Regions from separate parts of the Mus musculus genome. Here region 1 is linked to region 2. A link is a contact called in public Hi-C data. All regions are on one chromosome and are shown on one strand. Each heading gives the region's core, a stretch centred on a gene start, on an enhancer-like site or on the middle of the called end of the contact. The rest is flanking DNA. Distances are from core to core; before and after follow the strand shown.

Region 1 (6,374 bases), core at 3,828-6,327, 110 kb after region 2:
GCCCCCAGTGCTGGGGTACCCACATAGTCATGCTGAGCTTTTAATGTGGGTTCTAGGGATTCAAATGTATGTCCCCATGTCAGGAGAGCAAGTGCTCTTACCCACTGAGCAACCCTCTCAGTCCTAACTTCTGTGTTTCACTTTTGTCTGTAGCATTCACCATCACGTTTGCTCTATGCTTTTATAGTTTGCTTTGTTTGTTGCTTAATTTTGACTCTAAAAATCCATAAGAGCAGGGTGTTCTGTTTATAACTTTAATCTCAACGCCTACATCATTATCTTTAATATGCCAGGTGCGCAGTAAATATTTGTTGAATATAGTTCTGAATGACTCTCAATCAAGTATTTGTTTCTATAGACAAAGATGCTCAGCAGCTCAGAATATGTAGCGTTTCCAAGATTTCACATTGATCTGGGGCCAGAGTGGTTATGTCCTCAGTAAGATCAGACACCAGTGACCACAGATCAAGGTCACTGCTTAGATCCTGGCATTTTATTCTTACTTGTATTTCCTCACCAGACTATGTGCATTTGGGCACTGCTTTAGTTAGGGTCTTACTGCTATGAACAGACACCATGACCAATGCAAGTCTTATAAAGGACAACATTTAATTGGGGCTGGCTTACAGGTTCAGAGGTTCAGTCTATTATCATCAAGGTGGGAGCATGGCAGCATCCAGGCAGGCGTGGTGCAGGGGGAGCTGAGAGTTTTACATCTTCATCTGAAGGCTGCTAGTGGAAGACTGGCTTCCAAGCTACTAGGATAAGGGTCTTAAAACCCACACCCACAGTGACACACCTACTCCAACAGCGTCACACCTTCTAATAGTGCCACTCCCTGGGCCAAGCATATACAAACCATAACAGACACACCTATTTTTAAGCTTTGTACTTAAGGGAAGAAAGACCTTTAGAGAAGTCCACCAGTCATACCCAGGATGGCTGCAAACATTCTTTCTATTCCACAAGGCGACTTTCAAGATCTTTTTTTACTCTTATTCAGGAATTCTGGATCTGTCTGATCAAACAATGAGTGGCACTGCACCAGGGAACAAAATGTCCTTAAGGAAGCAATTACATTCAATTATAAAACGAAATAGAGTTTTGCAAAACCTGAAGATGTTTCCGTAAGTGATAGATCATGATAGTGGTCCCATGAGATCATGATACCTAATGGTATACACATTTAGGTCTAGCTGGTACCCACTATGAGGAACTCACACAATTATGTCACCTCACGGCACATCAAAGCAGTCTGCAATCCTAGAAGCATGACTATTTTTAAGGCATAGTCTGAATGATTTAAATGGCTTGATTTACCCAACTGATCACTTTTCCTGAGTACTGACATATGTGAAATACAGCTTTCTAGTGGCGCTGTTCAAAGGGGCTGATGGTGGCATCTGTGGATTTTGCTTTGGGAACAAATGAGAAGAGGGTTTAGGATTTTTAGTCTTAATATCACAAATTATCCCCAATTTACTGGCTTATAAAAAGACCTGGGTGGCTTTCAGGGTTGTGATGTGATCTTTAACAGTTTTGAAAATCAGAAATCCAAAATGGATCTTAATTAGAGTAAATTCAGGTAACAGGAAGCTCTGTCCCATCTCCTGACTCTACAGGATCTGTTATTATCTTGCTTTAATTTCAACAACCACCTACATCCTTGGTTTATAGACCCTTTCTTCACCACAACGCTCTGCTTCTTCGACCTTCTCCCCCTCTGCCTCTTTCTGAGGATCTTTGTGAAGACCTTGAACTCACCACGTCATCCAGAGCAGTCTCTCCATTTCATGATCCTTAACCTAATCACGTCACCAAGTCCCTTTTACCATATAAGGCATTGTTTGCAGGCCTGGGGATCAAGATGTGCAATGTGTTACATAACCTTTACTCAGCCTGCCACACAGGTCTGTGTAACTAATGTGACACTGGAGGTGAGATGTGGGAGAGATTTATAGAGTTAATTTTTAGCTAAGGCTTGCATGGGTGCCAGTGGCTGGTAGGGATAGATGTGGTAGGGACAGGAGACAGCAATGAAGATGACATTTGAATTAGTTATATACCATGGTGTCATTATAACTCTCTGATTATAATGTTATAACAATGTGTGTTTGGGATCTCACAGTGTCTGAGAGTCATGAATCCATGATAGCCTCAACAACGTGGCTGGATATTATGGGCTTTGTGAGGCTTGGGGGGGGGGGACGGACACGGGACTGTGTTTGCTTATGCTGCTGTGAGCTGAAATATCCATCTCTTGTTACAAGAACCTCTCCATAGATTCCATCGCAAGGATGGAGGCAGGAAGAAAGGAAGAAGGGAGAAAGAGCAATCCCTTCAAGGAAACCCTTATTTCTGCCCTGGTATTTTTCACAAGTCTATATGGAGGGACCACACAAAGGGGTGAGCACTACTGATCAGTGAGCATCTTACAAGCAGGTACTTGTTGCTACCCTGTCGGCCTAACATGGGAGACAAGCAAGGATAAAGCCAGCTTGGGAGGGGAGGGCCAGAGCAAGTGACAACTCTTGTTACCCAAGGAACCTAGACATAATCTCTTTATAGACAGGGTGTCTTTCTGAGGCTTAGTCATGGGAATGAATGACTAAGAACACTGGAGTAATTCAGTAGGCAGGAAGTGGGCCTCAGTTCAAGTCAGTAATGTCAGGACAAATTCAGGGGATGGTATGGTGGCAAAGCAAGGAAAGGAGAGGCCCCAGGGAGCTGCTTTGAGAGGGATGGAGAACATTAAATGAACCCACAGTGCTGGTGTGTTGTGAATAAGGATTAAGATGTCTGATTCTAATATGCTGTATTTCTAGAACTTTCAGCTTCAAATTACTGATGAAGGGAGTCTAGACTAAGTTCAGGAAGGACACTGAGGGGGTCTGTTCGAAGGACCTGTGTCCTCTCATTTTGTGTTGTTGTTTTATGTTCCAATCTGTGCTGAATGATATTTTCTAGATAGCTTGTTTGTTTGTATTACTACCATCCCTGTAGCTACGTTCGCTACGTACCTCATGATGAGCACAGTTTCTTATAGTGTGAGCCCTAAGCCCGGAGGAGATCATGTAAATGAATGAGAGTCATGAAAAGGTTTAGAAACATGGAAAGGTTTGTGAACATGCAACGATCCAACGTTAGTTCATAAGAAATGTGGAATGAACCGGAGATGTTTCTGGCAGCGTGCACCTGTGTCATATATGTAGATTCCCAAGAGCCTTGCTGTTGACACACAAATGGACCTTCTATACATGTCAGGCAGTGCAGCACTAGCGAACAGCACATCTCGAACATCCCAGCTCAGACTGGAGACTATGTGTGAGAAGAACTGCAGTGTTTTTACTGGGCATGCCAAGTTCTCTGCTCGTATGGAAACAATGATTTAATTATGGACAACAACAACTTTTTAATATTCCCTACTGCCATTCTTTAGCTTGCATCAAATGAATCTGTCTTTGGATTGTATTGAGTTAGAGCGTTTGAGCTGCTGAGTTGGGTTGCATAAATAACTGTGAAATGAGTTCTGGCTTTGTAATAAGAAAGCATTTCCAATGATTTCTGAAATGTCCCTAAACATATGTTTGTCATCTTGTCCTGTCTATTTATGTGGAGCGGGGATTCTCAGCACTGACAATTATAAAACCAAAATATCAATTAATGCTGAACATTTTTAAAGACACTTCATGTCTTTCAGAGTCAAATATTCGGTCACAAGTCAAGCCTTTGCATGAGAATAAATAAGCAGATCGGTCTCTTCATCAGAATGTAGATTTGGTTTTGATTTAATAAGTGGCAAAATTATATGTCTACCAAAGAACTGTTTTCAAATAAATGTCTTTTCATTTAGTGTTAGTAAGTGTTTGGTTTATATACCTGGTTTAAAAGCTGATGGTGGCATGGTGGTATCTTGGGCACGCCGGAGCTATGATGAGAAATGTCTGAGAAGCCCGCTGCAGAGCAGTCTGTCCACTTTGTATCATGTACTGATTGCTTCGGATCCTGTTCAAACCCAACCAGAAATTCGATGTTCTCATCGCTCTACTGCCGACCAAGCAATGGGGAAAGGCACGCGGTTTCTACTTTACAGATGTGTAGATGAGCGGTGAGTGGTGAGAACTTGAACTCAGAGTTACTCTGTGAGTAACTGATGATCACAGTTCTCAGTTCCCCGTGTCCTTACTGGACAGCCACCTGTGGTAGCATCCTAGAATAACAGAGACACTTCCGTGGTGGATCTGTGTTTTACAAGCTGATTATGTATTAGAGAGAGAAATATACGAAACAGGAGCATATTCCTGAATCCAATCCTTCGGGGAAGAGTCAAATGGCCTTTTCCTGCTACACACACACACACACACACACACACATCCACATATTGGGAATGCTTAAATATACCCCCACCCTTAGAATTCTCCTCCTGTTTTTCCCATTTCTAAAAAAAAAAAGCGAGAAACTGTTTTTATTTCCTTAAAGACTATGAAATTGTTCATTTTCCTGTCAAAGGAAAGCTTTCTGCAGTAGCCAGACGGCCCTTCGGGCGTAGGATTCTTGCAAAGTGAGTTTTCCCACCACAGTGGCTTTTTTTTTTTCTAACTAAGCGAAGAGAAAAAGGAGTAGGTGGATGAAAGCTGCCGGGGGCAGTCTGCCTTTTTCTCAAGGAAAGAGCTCATAATGACAGTACAATATCTGGAAAAGCTTGTTATTTATGTGATACTCAAATCTTACATGGTTCTCCTGTCTGCGGCTATGCAATGGAATATGAGAGACCAAAGGAAAAGCAGACATGATCAGAGTTGTCTTCCGCCCCCAGGCTGGTCATTGTCCCAGAGAGTAGGACCCCCAAAGAGAAGCTCTGGAAAGGTCAGAATGTGAGGACACGGGGTCCTGCGGAGGCAGGAGGGACTTCAGAGCCTCACGGAGGCTGTCTGAAATGTTTCAGAGGAAGCCAAAGGATGTGGATAAATATAGACTTTCACCTTGAAATGCCACAGAGGCAATCAAAGCAGCCATAGCGGGTGAGGATTGGCTGGCGTTCAGTGCTTCTCCTTCAGGCCTTATGTGAGTTTCCAAGCAACGGAGATGCTCAAATCTAGGGAAGGAAGGATGTGAGTGACAGGCAGGGCAGAGTCAGGTGCTGGATGTCCTAGCTTGCAAAGATAGCTCTGAACATGGCAAGTGTCTTTCCCTTGCCAGGGCTCTGTTTACAGCCACACCACTTCCCATTCTGTGTGGTTTTGCCAGCTAACCACCATTTTTACCTCCTCCTCCTCCTCCTCCTCCTCCTCCTCCTCCTCCTCCTCCTCCTCCTCCTCCTCCTCCTCTTCCTCCTCTTCCTCCTCCTCCTCTTCCTCTTCCCTGGACATTGTCATAAGTCTTACTCACCTTATTTTGTTGTTACTATGATTGAATACCACAAGGGTGCCTTGCAAAAAATCAAACGTTTACTCAGGTTTCTGGAGTTTGGAAGATGTAAAGTTAAAAGGCTACATTTAATGTGGAACTTCTTTTTTAAAATACTGACAATAATTTGTTTAAATCTCAAGACTGTGAACTGGGGATTTTGGTGCCCCACTGCAGGGAGCCAACACCAGTAGATTATGGCTGAATTTACATATCTGTCAGCTTTCATGATGGTTGGAAATGCTTTTTTAAATTTTTTTCAACTTATTTTTGAGATTTTGATATATTGACAATGTTTCTCCCTTCCCCTTCTGTTGGCATTAGAAACGGCTTTAAGGTCAGCCTCCGAATCCAGTGATGATGTCACCCTAGGCAGCAAGGACCCTCTTGCATCTGTTGCCTTGGCAACCGCCACACACTCCCTGCATACGCCTAACCTGTGGGTGCCTCACCTGTGTGAAGTGGTGTATCTACCTCACAGCCTGAATAAAAGGCAGAGACCCCGACCCCTTACCCCCTTTTCCTCTTTCTTCCCTTTCTCGCTCCCCCGAAACAAAACCTGGAGTTGATTTGTTGTTGGCCTGGAGTGATTTGTCCAGAAATGAGCAGCTTTCTAACACAACACCTTCTTCCCTCCAACCTCTCACACAACCCTTCTCTGCTCATCAAATGTAAATGTTATAGAATGCATTTATGTCGCTGTACATACACATATACTGCTAAATAGAACCTGTTGAGTTCATATGATGTTACTTGGGCGTATGTTTTCAGAGCTGATCGTTGGGCACCGGACAACATGTGTGCTCTGCCTGGAGACACTTCTCCTGCTCCCAGCTTTATCAGTTGCTTCAGTCCTTTGTGTTGGGGTACAGCCTCATGGCTTCCCTGCCCAGCTTGTCATTTCTGTAGGTGTCCTTCTGTTCCGCTCCCACTTTGGCTGTGGTGTTGGTAAGACTTTATGAGTACAG
Region 2 (6,320 bases), core at 2,842-5,341:
AAGAGTTGCCTTGCTGGGCTGCTTTTACTTGGTTCATGTGTTCCTGTGCACAGCACAGGGGTTATTCTTTGTTTTAATAAAGTGAGCCAACGATTTGACATTGGTGTGGCTTATGATGATGTGTTTCTTAAAGCCTTGGTCAGGTTGATTAAGTGGTCCTAGCCTAGTTCTGAGCGAGCTTATCGCAAGTTTCTGGGGTTAGGTAAGATTATGTATATGTATATGTATATGTATATGTATATGTATATGTATATGTATATGTATATGTATATGTATATGTATATGTACACATACACCAAACATCCTTTTTTGATCTATGGTCTCCACAAATGGTTGACTGTCACCTACCGTGGAATTATGTGTGTCATACAGATGCTGTAAGGTCCTCCCCAGAGCACTCCTGGTGCTGTTAATCAGGTAGAGGCTCTTGTTCCAGGTTTGTCTTGTGGAGTCCAGGTACAGGTACTGCAGCCCCGCCTCTTCACTTGCCTTGCTAGTCCTTTTGGGTAACTTATAAAAGATAAACCTAACAGAGCAAAAAGTTATGATCTGTTATCATTTATTGACCGCTCTTCTGACGACACTTTCTGTTAAACACTTATATATCCGTTGGTGTTTCACGGGAGGCCTGTAAGGAAAGGGAAGGCTCGAGGCTTCTGCCTATCCCTCCATCTCTTCTTTTTGCCTTTCTCTAGTGAGGACAAGCTTGGTATGGGTGGCATATATTCTACAACATCAGCTGGCCTAGGGGCTGGAGCCCATGAGATGAAAGCCCATGTGTCCTGGGAGTGATTCTCTCTGTTGTCCCCATCACCCCAGTGGCCACAGGGAAGAGAAGGTCACAGGCTAGGTTAGCATTGGGGAACTTTGGATTCTCTCCTTCCACAGTGCTTGGCCTGGTCTCTTTGGGTCTACTCAGGTGGGTATGAGATCTGGGCGTGGGCTTAGGCAGAGGTGGAGGCATTCTTGAGGCTTGGTCCTCAGCAACATTCTTCAGTTGTTTCCCAGAATGCTCTGGACTAAGGACTTGCTCCGTAAGTCTTTGAAGCAGGTCTTTTCTCTCTGCATCTATTGTTTTCTACTTGTTATTTGAATATTTCCCAGTGAAAACAAGTGGTTGGACCTACATAGACTTCAGCCAGCCTTGGATCACCCAGTCCAGGCCTTCTTATGTGCTGTAGGCCCATTGTGGTCAAACTAATTTTTACTGAGTTGGCCTGTGTCCTGTAAGATATCTGTCCCTTCACTTTTAGTATCCCATTGTTGTGATGCTCAAAATTGTCTCTAGACTTTGTCAAAAGTTCTCCAAGGGCAAATTCCCCCTAATTTAAAAAACTGTTGGTCTAGGCAAATATATTATAATAGCTTGAAACCCTGTAATTAACCCCAAGAGCCTCTGTAAGCCAAACATAATACATACATCATTACAATGCAATGGTCTTCCCAAGAACATTACCCTCTCTTTGCCAAGTTCTCTACAGACTTACACTTGTGTTCCAGTGTCCTGCCTTCTTACTCCCAAGGCCAGGTCCTGACACACGGCAGGGACTATGCTCACTTTGTGACAGCTCAGCAACTTCTCTGCTAAGCAGCTATGCTTGCCTTATGACACGTATTTCTAAGTAATATACCCATTCAGTTGTGACTAAAATAAAATAAAATAAAATAAATAAAAAAATGCTATCAATCCCAATTTGCCCCCCCCCCCCACTTTCCACTGCCACCTCTTATTTGGGTCTTCACATCTTGTCTATGATACTATGAACTCCGTTCACTCTATGGTTCTGGGCTATTTTTCTCCCATCTGCCTTTTGCATTACTGGCATGCACAGCAGAATATGTCACCATCTTGTTCCAAGTCCTTCAGCAGTTCCCTTTCAAACATCAGGTTCAAATCCCAAGGCACAGCCCAGGAAGTCCTTCATGACCTATGCCCCCCATTGTGGTTTGTCTGCAGACACCTCTGCACACGACACCACTTCAAATGACAAACTCGACAGGCTGCTCCTGGATTCTGCAATTTCTTTGACCCTCTATTGGCTGGAACTCCCATGGCATCTCCTCACTATTTTTAAAAACAATTTAATAATTATTCTTAAAACTTAGCTCAAAATTACTTCTTCGAGGAAGCCTTCCGGGTTGTGTACTCCCCAATGTCCTATGTCTATCCCACAAATCTGAGCCCCTCGACAGAAGGAACTATGTGTTTTTTATACGTGTGTCTTTAAAACTTGGGGCAGGGCCTAGTCAGAACCTATAAACGCTGAAAGACTGAACTGATCTTTAGCCTGAACGTCACACTATGACGTCAACCACCACGGCAGACTCGAACTCCAGAGCTGAAGCACAGCAATGTGGCCACAGCTCCTAGGAGGGTCTCACCACAGAGACTTAGTGTAGTTCATCTCTTTGACACTGTGCTAGAGACCAATAACCTCCTGTCTACTGCCTGGGTTGCCTCGTGAACGAAGGTTAGCCAAACAATGCTGGGCACCATCAAGCGCTTCTTCTTGTCCCCATCAGAAGAAAGATACAGCTCGGCTTTAGAAAAGGTCACAAGCTTTGCCAGCCTTGTGTCTCAGGTACATGCAATGAAAGGACATTGCCAGCTGACAGTTATCAGCTCTGTCCCTTTCTGCCTCCCAGCCCTGTCCTCCCAAGAGTACTGACCGACTCAGGCTCCAGAAAGCTGCTTGGCACTTTCTCAGGGCTATTTCACACACTTGGCAGCCAGCTCTCAGGGCTATCTCACACATTCGGCAGCCAGCTCTCAGGGCTATCTCACACACTTGGCAGCCAGCTCTCAGGGCTATCTCACACACTCGGCAGACAGCTCCACCTGGGAATTGAGCCTGTTTACGCACTTTAATCTCGTTCTTTTAAGTTAATTAATGCATCTATTCATTTATTTAACACACTATCTGTTACAAGCCAGGCTAGCCTAGAACTCATGTCATTGCTGAGGATGTTCTTGAACTCTGCCCCCCCCCCCCCAGGCCACGTGCTGAGATTACACATGTGTGCCATCCTGCCCAGTTTATGTGTCACTAGAGACTGAGCCTTGAACTTCATGCATGCTAAGCAAGCATCCTGCCAATCCAGCCATATCCCCAGCCCCAGTCTCTTTCATTTTAAAGGGAGGAAGCCTGGTGGAGGTTTTCCTTAGGGTCACCAGAGACAGTCCCAGACTTTCTATTTGCACATTTAAATCACCCATTTCTTTTACCTACCAGTCCACAGCTTCACCATATTCATTTCTGCATGAGATTTCTGGTGTCCCCAGGACCCCAGAGAGGGCAAAGAAGAGCAAAGAAAGAACTGTTCTTAGAGGCTTTGCTGTCATTTTCTATCTGTGGCCTTCATTCCATGCAGGGGACTGTGGAGTCAGAGTGTCAGGTCTTTCTCAGGCCGCGTTGGCTCCCTTGCGGGTCGGTTCACTTTTGCTGTTCACTGTTTGGGCACAAACAGAAGAGGCTGAGTCCCATGTCATCTGATGGGTTCTGTCACAACATTCCAGTGTGACTCTGGGAGCCTTTGTGCTCAGTTGTCGACTAGCTTGCAAAAGTCATAGAAAAATCTGGAGGGAAAGGGGTATTTACTCAGCTACCCATGTAGTTAACTCTTTGATGTGAGTTCAATAATGTGAAGCGCTCGAGAAAAGGAATTCCTGACAAACAGATGTTGAGTAAGGTGTGTTCCGTGTTTCTTTTCTCTTCTAGTTGACTATCCGTACGTGTAAATGCATGTAATTCATACATTAGCTAGAAACAACAAAGCCTTTGCCTTCTTAATAATTAGGATCTGTCCTATAGTAGCCTATGTAATAGGTTAATAACCTATAATAACCCCTGTCTTTAAGGGAATAACTTCTAACCACTATTCTGAAGGTTGCTTCAAACTAAGAGCAAATTCAATTGAGTTTCAGCAAAAATGTTGACATTATCTTCCACACACCCCTGGTTCTGACCACTCAGCGAGGCATTTGGCTTTGAAAGGCCTTTGTGTCTCACTGTCCACTATGCAATCAGGGCAGTATTGATCGCCTACTCTTCGGGGTTAAATAAAACCCTTTACCAACCACTCTTCGCTTCACACCATTCCGTCTCATTCTTGAAATCGAACCTGAAGTTAAAGGCTGAGGGAAAAATGGCCCATTACCATGACAACTACGGAAAGGTGAGAGGAGGGAAAGGTAGATAGATACACATACATCTGCAAGTATTTTTTTCACTTTTCTCGAATCTACACTCAGCTGTCATGCTTAGTCACTTCATGCCTGGGAATCACGGTGGCTCTGCTCTGTCTCTCCATGATTATAGACTCAGATTGGAGTCATCTTGGAGACCCAGACCAAACCAGAGCCCTGAAGATCAGGTCACTTCTATGGACTAGCCTTGCTGGTATTCTTCAGGACTCTCATTTGTAGGAAAGGAAGGGCTTGTGGCTCTGTTTCTCCTAAGACAGAGGACCAAGGAGTGCTATGACCCACTGACAAAACTCACCTTATCTGTGTTACCCACAAAAGAGCAGAATTCTGGGCTTTATCTCAAATGATCAGAATCGGGCTCCCTCCAGCTGGGGTCAGGAATCCAGTGTGTGTGTGTGTGTGTGTGTGTGTGTGTGTGTGTGTGTACAATAGCATGTGTATGTGTGTGAGTGAGGTCTGAAGTTCATATTGGGTGTTTTCCTCAATCATTCTGTCTTAATTGTTTGAGGTAAGGATTTCCACTGGCCTGGCGTTCACTATCTTGGTTGGGCTGGCTGGCCCATCAGCCCTAGAAATCCTCTTATAGGTGCTTGCCACCATGGCCAGCCTTTTAAATGTGGCTTCTGGGGGACTGAACTCGGATCCCCATGCTTGGGTGGCAAGTACTTTATAAACTGAGCTATTTTCCAGGCTCCCAGAACTTATACTTTAAACAAGTTTGTTGGCAGTGCAGGTTCATCCTAAAATTTCAACCCACTGCCCTGAGAACAGCTTGAATGATGTTCTAATCCAGCAGACCAGCAGCTTTCTACCAGAGAGCTGCCAGAATCAAGTAAATCAACAAACGTTCTTCCTGCCTTTCCTGCATTTTGATTTATAGGTTATAATAGTGCTCAGAAAAACAATTTCAATTGCTGTGAACAATAAAAATATTCCTTGCATGAAGTTTAATTTATTTTAAAATGAAAAAAGTATCATTCACTTCTTTTAAGAAAGGTACAATATTGGGCACGTCATGTGCTGGCTTTGTCGAATCATTTTGAGAACATAAGCAGCTCGTTTTCACTTCTGGAACCTAACGGCAGCTTTGTGATCAGGGCAGAGGATAATTTCTGCGCTTTCCTCTTTGCCGTGCACACATTGCAGTGCTGGGCTCGTGACATTTTAGTAAATGACCCTTAAGTGTTAGCCATCCTTACCTTCCTGCGAGTGGGACTGAAGGACATCTGTGTTTAGGTTTCATTTGCTAAATCCAATTTCATTGCAAGGTCCGGAAAGACACTTTTAATAAACTTTCTTTTTTGGTGTAGCTGACTCTATCATGTGGGCTGTCTGTCAACAACACTCCTTATGTAACCGCTTCGCTGTCAAACACTGTAACCGGCTGTTGAGTTTACAGGGATTCCAGCATGGCCCCAACTCCTACATGCCAACTTGTCCTTTTTTTTTTTTCTTTTTCTTTTTTCTTTTTACTAAAACCAATGAAGTGACATTATAGAGAGAAGCCTGAGGTTTGCTGACTAAGGAATCTGAAAACAGGACAGAATAGTTTTCATGATGCCCCTTGCTTCTGAAGCCATGCTGTGTATACTCCAGGGTCATTTGCTAAAATGTCACAAGCCCAGCACTGTGATGTGTGGAGGGCAAGGGGGAAAGCACAGAAATTATCCTCTGCCCTGATCACAAAGCTGCCGTTAGGTTCCAGAAGTGAAAACGAGCTGCTTATGTTCACAGCCTAAGGATTTGTAAAATCAGTAGAAATTGCTTTCTTCTCCATGTGACCAAGTAAACCGGGAAGAGCTCCTGGCTTGGAAATAGACTGACCTTGTGTTTCTGGAAGATTTGAATCCTGCTTATTTAGAGGGCAACTCTTCCTCTCTCTGCCTTTCTCACATCCTTGTATGTTTTCATCATTCATGTATTCCAGCTCCTGGTGTCTGCATTAGCACTGGGCTCCTCTTACAAATATTGTATTTTATTTTTAATTGTGTGTGTCTGTTGTGTGCACACAGGTGCAGTGTGCTCAGAGGGCAGAGGCTTGGATCCCCCTGTAGCTGGAGGTGACAGGTAGTTATGGCCAACCAGACACGGGCGCTGGAAACCAGCTCAGCTC

The links. Hi-C and Micro-C count contacts between places; a contact is called where the count stands out from the background.
Region 1: a contact with region 2 is called in a Hi-C map of cortical neurons, with 2.2 times the contacts expected there. The contact joins the enhancer-like site here to the promoter of Uox in region 2. A contact is called at or near these places in 4 of 39 promoter capture datasets (the 3T3-L1 cell line, the HPC-7 cell line, HPC-7-derived erythroid cells and 1 more), 5 of 484 Hi-C or Micro-C datasets (cortical neurons, embryonic fibroblasts, nephron progenitors and 1 more), 3 of 115 datasets of contacts at active chromatin or transcription factors (the 230-238 cell line, bone marrow-derived macrophages and embryonic stem cells) and 5 of 9 other capture datasets (adipose tissue, embryonic stem cells, liver and 2 more).

The regions. Positions count from the first base shown.
Region 1 is chr3:146,706,679-146,713,052 of GRCm38.p6, forward strand. No RefSeq gene overlaps it. Among named protein-coding and RNA genes, the nearest start is that of Gm36521, 25 kb to the left of the region's middle. Within about 2 kb of position 5,078, at least 38 of the 459 cell types and tissues checked have an H3K27ac peak or open chromatin away from gene starts, as enhancers often do. A contact at or near this core is called in bone marrow-derived macrophages and cortical neurons, where this site is marked.
Region 2 is chr3:146,593,058-146,599,377 of GRCm38.p6, forward strand. Uox (urate oxidase) reads left to right here and starts at 4,092. Exons shown (of 8, transcript NM_009474.5): 1 at 4,092-4,176. The coding sequence starts at 4,147. It overlaps Dnase2b (deoxyribonuclease II beta), which reads right to left. Exons shown (of 7, transcript NM_019957.4): 2 at 3,231-3,450; 3 at 349-526. The coding sequence starts at 3,343.